Regions from separate parts of the Mus musculus genome. Here regions 1 and 3 are each linked to region 2. Evidence: chromatin contacts called from public Hi-C and promoter capture Hi-C data. All regions are on one chromosome and are shown on one strand. The core of a region is the stretch at or near the end of the contact, and the rest is flanking DNA. Distances in the headings are between cores, read along the strand shown.

What was found. Hi-C and Micro-C count contacts between places; a contact is called where the count stands out from the background. Capture Hi-C pulls out chosen DNA fragments and counts their contacts.
Region 1: a Hi-C map of muscle stem cells shows a contact between it and region 2, with 2.3 times the contacts expected there. The contact joins the promoter of Ccdc25 here to the promoter of Extl3 in region 2. A contact is called at or near these places in 1 of 484 Hi-C or Micro-C datasets (muscle stem cells) and 1 of 115 datasets of contacts at active chromatin or transcription factors (pancreatic cancer cells).
Region 3: a promoter capture Hi-C map of pancreatic islet shows a contact between it and region 2. The contact joins the promoter of Pbk here to the promoter of Extl3 in region 2. A contact is called at or near these places in 2 of 115 datasets of contacts at active chromatin or transcription factors (embryonic stem cells and pancreatic cancer cells) and 2 of 9 other capture datasets (adipose tissue and pancreatic islet).

The regions. Positions count from the first base shown.
Region 1 is chr14:65,836,029-65,838,728 of GRCm38.p6, reverse strand. It overlaps Ccdc25 (coiled-coil domain containing 25), which reads right to left and starts at 1,427. Exons shown (of 9, transcript NM_145944.5): 1 at 1,245-1,427. The coding sequence starts at 1,272.
Region 2 is chr14:65,096,819-65,099,518 of GRCm38.p6, reverse strand. Extl3 (exostosin-like glycosyltransferase 3) reads left to right here and starts at 1,413. Exons shown (of 7, transcript NM_018788.3): 1 at 1,413-1,522. It overlaps Gm52119 (a long non-coding RNA gene), which reads right to left and starts at 149. Exons shown (of 3, transcript XR_003951142.1): 1 at 1-149.
Region 3 is chr14:65,804,622-65,807,321 of GRCm38.p6, reverse strand. Pbk (PDZ binding kinase) reads right to left here and starts at 1,411. Exons shown (of 8, transcript NM_023209.2): 1 at 1,188-1,411.

The DNA.
Region 1 (2,700 bases), core at 178-2,677, 740 kb before region 2:
TACAGACATAAAATAATTTTTAGAAGTAGCATGGCTACAAAAAAGAAAAACAAACAAACACCTCACACTGAAGGACGCTTCACAAAATAATGCTTCAGTTAAAAGTATCATGAAAGGCTAGGTAGTACATGCCTTTAATCCCGGCACTGGGGAGGCAGAGCAGAGGGTAGCATGAATTCAAAGCCAGCCTGATCTACACTGTGAGTTCTAGGCCAGCCAAGGGCTACATAATGAGATCCTGTCTCAAAAATAAACAAACTAAAAAGTACTAAGAGACAAAACCACCAAACAATAACTCCAGATCTGGGGACCTAGAAAGTAATGCCAACGTCAGGGAGCCTTCAGGCAGGAGAGTCTATGTTTGAAGCAACCTGAGCCACTCACTGTCTCAAGAAGGGGCAAAAATCAACACAGCAGCCAACTGTGTAAGTAGGGCACTATGCTAAGGAGACAAGACAGACTGCCCCTCAAGAGACCTGCCCGGTAGCTCAAGCAGACACCTTTTAATACCACATGAGAGCAGTCCTAAAGGAATGTTAAGGGGGGTCCAGAAAGAAATGCATATTTTATCTTGACGAGGAAACTGGGTCTCACACAGTGTCTTCAAAAAGGCAAGCGCTATTTTAATGGGGTGAGAGTTTAAAATTAGAAATTGATTCTGGACAATATGGGCAGAGAAACTAAGTTGACGCGGCATTTCCTGGAAACCGAAACAGCTCTTTCTGGCCTTCCAAAACCAACCCAGTAGCCTTAGCAGACGTCCACTGGACCATCACCTCTGCCCAGGGAGGGGCTGTACTAACATTCCAGCCCTCCGATTGCTCTCCGCGGCACCCCAGGCCCTCCCTGCGTAGGAGGGCAAGCTACTCTTCCTGCAGGAGACATCTGCTGGCACCTGTCGCACTGGTCAAGCATCGCTCCAAGGTGCGGGCAGAACGCTAGGGCAAAGGCTTGCGACGGGGACGTGGGGGACTAGGCTGGAACGCACACACGTCCAGGAAGCGTTGGCGGGTCTGTCAAGTGGGGACGAGAATGATTACCGGGTATAAAGAAAGCGGGGGCGCATTCCCGCCGCGACCACCGGGGCCAGGGGACGACCAGGCAGCCGAGGGGACGGCCAAGCAGGGAACCAGAAGGCTCTGGGAGAGGTGCCCGCGGAAGGACGCGGTTCAGGACTAAGTCCAAGCCCAGCGCGGCGGCTGGGGAATGCCGGCTTTGGAAGCAGGGGCCCCGGCGTCACTCACCGCTGCTGCTGGTGAAGTAGAACACCATGATCCTGGTAGAAGAGTGGCGACTCCTACTCAAAACGCGAAGCTTGAGATACCGCCGGCGCGAGGGTGAGCCGGCTTCCAGGCTCTCCTCAGGACACTTCCGGCGGACGTGCCGTCGCGTCACAACGCCGTCCTGTCAGCGCCATCTTTAGTCCTGGCGAAGGGAAGGGTGTTGGCGGAAGAGCAGGTGTCCCGGGGATTTTGAGGATTCCGCTCAAGCGTCTGGTTGAAAGAAATTAGCTGGGGAAATACATCTTGTTTGAAGTCATAAAGAAAAAATACTAAGGGCAGACTTTATTTTCAGAGGCTCTACTAAGTGGACACGAGAGTTGGTCATCGCTTTTTATGTCTTCCCACTCAACCCAATATGGGCTCCATGCGTGCAGAAACTGCCTTTTTCATGCATGGTTAAGGGTCCCTGTAACCATTTCCTCAGGAGGCACTCAGTAAGAACCAATTTTTTTAAAAGATTTATTTATTATTATACGTAAGTACACTGTAGCTGTCTTTAGACACACCAGAAGAGGACATCAGATCTCATTACGGACGATAGTGAGCCACCATGTGGTTGCTGGGTTTTGAACTCCGGGCCTTCGGAAGAGCAGTCAGTGCTCTTTCTTACCCACTGAGCCATCTAACCAGCCCCAAGAACCAATTTTTAAATAAACTCATTCTCCCATTACTTGACATAGGTGAGGGTTTTGTTGTGTTTTTTGTTTGTTGACTTGACCAAACTAGTCAGAATAGAGTTAGGTAATGTTCATCAAACCCTATCTAAGCCTGAGATGGCCTCAGCAAGAATACAAGATGGAAGAAATGCTGCACTGTCTTGCCCAGTCAAACAATGAACTAAATTGCATCGAGGACAGAAGGTTCTCAAATGAATTGTTACTGTTACTACCCAGAGACACTCTCCTTTTTTGGGATTCCGAGTAGGGCTATTTTTTGTTCCTTTAAATCTAATGTCTGCTCCTTATTACCTACAAGACTGAACAAATACCAAACTTCTGAAGTTCAGAACCTCTTGCTATAAATTTACAAAATTCCACAGCCTTCCTAGGTTTGACTTGGAAGTTTTTCTTATTTCTGATAAAGAAAAAATATGAGAGTCCATTTCGGGCTGTATCCCTCCAACAAGCTCCAAAAGTCAGACCACACAAAAGGGCTACAGAAAAGGAGTTTTACCGTCCCTGGAGAGCCTAGTCTTTCATAGAGCAGGAAATTCTAGGCAAGTAGAACCTGATGGTAAAAATGTCCCCTCTTTGGCTTTAACTCTCTCAAAAGAAGAAACTAGCCAGAGTCTCCCACTAAGCAGTTTCCACTATTGTTCTAATTCTTTCACTTTACAAAACCCACTATCATTCTGGGTTTCCTGGTGCTGGTCAATGTTGTAGGCTATCCACCAGAGAAGACTGCTCCAACATGGGTT
Region 2 (2,700 bases), core at 164-2,663:
ATGCACAGAGCCACCCTTGGGCAGGTGGTCTCTAGTGTAAAAAAGAAAAAAAAAAAAAAAAGAAAAAAAGAAAACTGAGCCAGCCATGGGAAACGAGCCAGTGAACAGCCTAACTTCAAGGCCTCTGTTTCAATTTCTGCCTCCAAGGGCCCTGCCCTGCTTTAAAGTTTATGCTTCAGCTTCTTTCAATAATAAACTGTGACTGGGATGTGTACGCCTAATAAACCCTTTCCTCCCCAAGTTGCTTTTGGTCGTGGTGTTTTATCATAGTTACAAGAGAGTAAAATAGGATAGATGAGGGAAAGAGCGGAGCCTGACTTGGAGATGGGTGGAGAGATCAGGAGATGAGGAGACTGCTCCAGAAAATCAACTGTCAGGGTTTTAAAAATGTTTTGTTTTGCAAAGGGAATGGTTAACTCAGTCTGCCGTGGGAGTGGAATCCTGTTTTCTCAGCCTCCCTGTCCTGAGCACTGGGTCTGGGTGCTCCCAAGAAGGGCAGGTGGAAGGGTCAGCAGCTGTGAAACCATCTCTGGGGTGCAGTTCTCCTTAAAGTAACAGACCACCCAAGCACAGGGATGGAAATGAGCTAACCTAGCTGGGTGTGTCTGGACTCTGTGGAGGAAGCCCTGGGGCAATAGCCTTGTTTTGGGGGACTCAAATAAATACGGAGAAGCAATCTGACTTTAAACTATACTACAATTGTTAATTTTAATAGATGAGTTTGAACTGTTTTCTAAATTAACTCGTGCTACTTTTAAAATTGATCCTATCTCCTCCCTCTTTCCTTCCCTTCTCCTCCTCCCCCCCCCCCCCCCCCCGGTCTCTCTCTGCCTCCTCTGAGCCCTCCCTGCCCCTGCCCCCCCTTCTCTCTATATTCTCTCTGTAGTAGAAGGGTCTTCCCAATTCCCAAACCACAGAGCCTGGCTTTAAAGTATTTAAAAGATACTCCTTTTAGTCCATAACTTGCAAGGTTGATTAATCTGTTTTGCAAAGCCGGGGATTTTTTTTCCCCCTAAGCATCTACTCAGCCCCGCCCTTTATTTGCAGCTAAATATTTAAAAGTGTTTCAGAACTGTGGGTCATTGCTAGCACGGGGTACCACATTTGGGCATGGGCTTATTTTTAGGTTGAGGGTTACCCAGATTAATGGGGCCTCTTCTCCAGGCTCCTGGCCCTTCTCACAATCACTGGCACCCAGCCTGCGCCTGGGATCCAGGAGGGCAGAGCCCACCGCCCCCCTCCGCCTGTGCCTTCGGACGCGTCCGGAAAGTCACGAATGTCTCTGCGCTTTCCTCTCGCTCGGCAGACGCAGGTTCGGCCGTTTCCGGCCCATCTTCGGCAAGTTCCGCCGGCGCGGGTCGGAAATGGCCGCCGGCCGGCAGGGGGAGTGGAGGATCCGGCCGGCAGGGGGAGTGGAGGATCCGGCGCGGCCTGGGAGGCGCGCAGCCGGCGGCCAGAGCGGCTTGTGGGAAGCGGACTTTCACGCAGGCAACGGCGGTGGCTCGTTACTGACTGGAAGCCGGTAGGAGTCCGGGCGGCATGGAAGCCCGAGGACCCGGGCAGGGCTGGAAAGGCTGGTGGGAAGCACCGGGCAGCCTTGAGCTTGCGGCTGTGGCGGGCGGGGGCACGAGCGGCGGTGCCTGGGAGCTGCGGCGGCGGCGCAGCCGGGTAGGCCTGCCCCGCGCGGGGGCCTCGCTCCGCTGGGGCCGGGCACTAGCGGCCCACGGGAACATCTCCCGTGGAAGCGCAGCCTTCAGCTCCCCGCGATCACTCCCACATCTGGCCGCTTCTCCTCGGCACAGCTGCGCGCCGCTGCCCGTCGGGCTCTTCTCTCCAGGTGGCCACTTCCTGCCAGGGGTCCAGGTGTTGCTGTGCTCTGTGTCCTCCCGGGGCCTGGGTGTGCCACAGCTGAGGGATTGGGGGTCCCCGTGACGCCCCACATGGAGTGACTGTTCTGTTGGCGACAGCCCCATGTCAGAGCCCGAGAAGCTGGGCAGCACCGAGTGTTTGCCCTAGTCCATAGTGAGCAGCTGCTTAGCCTCTGTTGAGATATCCACGGCCCTGAGCCCACTGAAAGTCGATGGGTGTCAGCCTCCAGCCTGGATCGCTGCTCTTTAAATTCTCAAGGCCTTTAATAGATCCTCTTCTTTTGGGGAAGAGGAAAGTCAATATGTGATTTAAGAGGTGGCAGTAAGCGGTTCTTCACTTTTGTCTTGTTCTTGTTCCACTTGGAGAGTCTGGCATTTCAAGGCTGGACTTCTTGACCCTCTCTCTTCTACCCTCCCTCCCTTCCCATCCATCCATCCATCCATCCATCCAAGCAGGCTTGGAGGTTCCTGTCTATTGCTCAACAGTTAGCTTTCCCCTCTGACTCAATGACTATAACTCTCTGTAGAGTCTGGGATGGTGGTTCTTCCCTGGGGCATTGATAATCTTGAGTGAAACTAGACTTTCTCAACAGCTTATTCCAGCAGAGGACTTTTATATAAATCGTAATGAAAGAAAAACCACTTTCTTAAACTCTTACTTGGTGTGTTAAACATATCTATTTCCTGTGAGGATTTCCAGATCTTTGCCCGTGGAGAGCCTGAAGAGCCTGAAGAGTTGACGTTAGTCTGAATGCTTTCTGGAGGAGACCTAGAATTGTGGCTATTAAGAATTGTGTGTGGGTGTTTTGTTTTGTTTGGTTGTTGGAGATAG
Region 3 (2,700 bases), core at 162-2,661, 710 kb before region 2:
TGACATCCAACACGACATACTCCTGCTTCAATCCCCAAGCACTGAGGTCACATGCTTGGTTACCATGAGAACTGCTTATTTAAGATTTGACTTTTCCCAGGGGCGTGGTGGCGCACACCGTTAATCCCAGTACTCCAGTCAGAGGCAGGTGAATTTCTAAGTTCAAGGCCAGCCTGGTCTACAGAGTGAGTTCCAGGGCAGCCTGGGCTACACAGAGAAACCCTATCTCGAAAAAACAAAACAAAACAAAAAAAAGATTTGACTTTTCATTATACACCTTCCATCACCTATGTGTGTGTGGCAGGGGTGGGTGGTCTATGCACAACAGTACAGGAGCCTGAAGTGAAGGATGGCCTCCTCTGGAATGACATGTAGTTGTTTGTGAGCCACTCCACATGGGTGCTGGCAACCAGCTCAGGGCCTTTGCAAAAGCCCTGCAGGCTCTAACCAATGAATCAAGACTCCAGCGTCCCCCACCCATAACTTTATAATATTAGCACTGCTTGGCTTTTCAAAAGTATCTTTTTATTAGCATATGCTAACTCTACATGATTTCGAGTTTCACTATGAATTTTCATATAAGCATGTAAACATATTTTTTTTAATACCAGTAATCCCATGTATAAAACTCTACCCACAGCCATATTCCCTGTCCTTTCTTTGGTCTCCATTCCCTAGTTACTGGGACCCCAGGCACTCACTACTGCTTCCAGGTTTTGGGGTCCTGAAGATGGATCCCAGGGCTGCATGCATGCTGGGCACAGACTGTACCCAATGAGTCACTGCCCTACCACAGGCCACTTTTCTACTGTGGCCTCACCTTAAAAGCAGAGAAATCCTCCCCCCACCCCCACCCCCCTCCTCCTTCATGGGGAAGGGAGTGACTTTCTCCCTGAACCCCCAAACTTTCCGCGATAAAGGAGCTCAGGGTCAGGGGCTTGGAGGTGTGCGATGGCTCCAAGGGGTTCCCCTATTCTCCATCCACTATCTCCCTGGGTCCTCCCCTAGCCGCTGTGTACCCTCAGTTTGCTGTTCTTCCCCGCAGATCTCCTCCAGGTCCTCCAGTGGAGGCAGCCTCCCTCTCGTCCCCGTCCCTCCCGTCCGCGACCCTCCCCTCAGGTCCTCGATGCTCCACCCCTGACCCCCAGTCTGCCAACCACCTTCGAGTCGGCCAGGCTTTCCCTTACCACGCTCGCACGCTCGGGTAAAAAGGTGAAAGTGACGGGCTGGCTCAAAGCTGTCTGGACACCTAGTCCGGAAAGTGCAGGCTCAGCTCCCTCCCGCCAACAGCGTAACCGCCGCAGCGTTTAGGGCGCGCGCATTTTCAAAGGCCGCGGCCCGCCGAGGGGCACTGGAGTTCTAACTAAAAGCAGTCAGAAGACTCGCTCCAGAAAATGCAGGAACAGCTCCCTCCCGCCAACACTCGCAGTAACCGCCGCGGTGTGTAAGAAGCACGCTTTTTCAAAGGTCCCGCCAGAAGACTACGGGGCGGCACTAGGGTCAAAACTCACGCGTTCGCACAGTCCTCCCAGGTTTACTGGAGTTTCCAGGTTTGATTTAGTCCTAAAAGAAGAAATCTTCCAGAGCGATGGCTAGAAAGACATAGCAAGTGTCAGACAGATGCTGGCGGAAAAACAAAATATATATCTGTTTTGAAGGCAAATTACCCAAATTACAAACACTGCTCAGAATATGCAACTAGGAAGTTTTATTGCAGATATATGTGTCCTTAAAACACTAATTAGAAATGTGTAGATTTTCATTATTTGAGGCTGAGAATAAATATAGAATATTTTGAAATTTTGCTAACTTAAAAAATTATTGCTGTGTTAGTGTGTTTGTGTGTGTGTGTGTTTCTGCTACCCACATGGGAAGATCAGAGGACAACTGCAGAAACTGGCTCCCTCCTTCCCTCCTTAGATTCCTGAGATCTAAATCAGAAGGCCAGGCTCTGGCAGCAAGCTCTTATCCTCATTGAGCCATCTCACTGGCCCAGTTTTGTTAATTCTTGGAATTACCACAGTCTACTTAACAAATATTTTCAGAGCACCTACTGGGTGTCAGGTATCTGCACTTGAGTGCCCACTGCATAACATAATCTACTGTGTTCTCTACAAGAAAAATGAATTAAGTTTAGGAGAACAGGAAGACATTCCCATACCTACTATGTGGCTCAGAGACCATGTGATACCTTAAAAAAGAAAACATACAATGTAATACAAGAAGCACCAAGAGGCCTCCTCAACAGGAACGCTCTGTGCCGCATTGTGACCTCTTCAAACGGTTAAAGAAATTCAACCAGTCTGAGGCCAGATAGATAGGGACATCTTCTTTATGAAGACAGAAGTACACACAGTGGCATGACACGTATGTATTCATGTGTTTATATACATTAACACACTCATTTGTCTACTGACATTATCTTGTAAGACCCCCGAAGCTGGGCCTCCGCTCAAGTCCCGGGATGAGCTGGCCAGCACCCCAGTGGCCCGAGAGAAAACCACACCTGATGCAAACTGCAAGAGGTTTTATTATCAGCTAGCTGAGGACAAAGTCCCTCTGCCATGTAGGGCAGGGGAGTTCGACCCTGAGTGGTGACAGTAGGGGGCTAGCTGAGGAATTGGGAGGAGTTGGGAAGAGTTGGGAGGAGTTGGGAGGAGAGTTGGCTACAGCTCCTTTTCTTTCTGGCGGGGGGGGGGG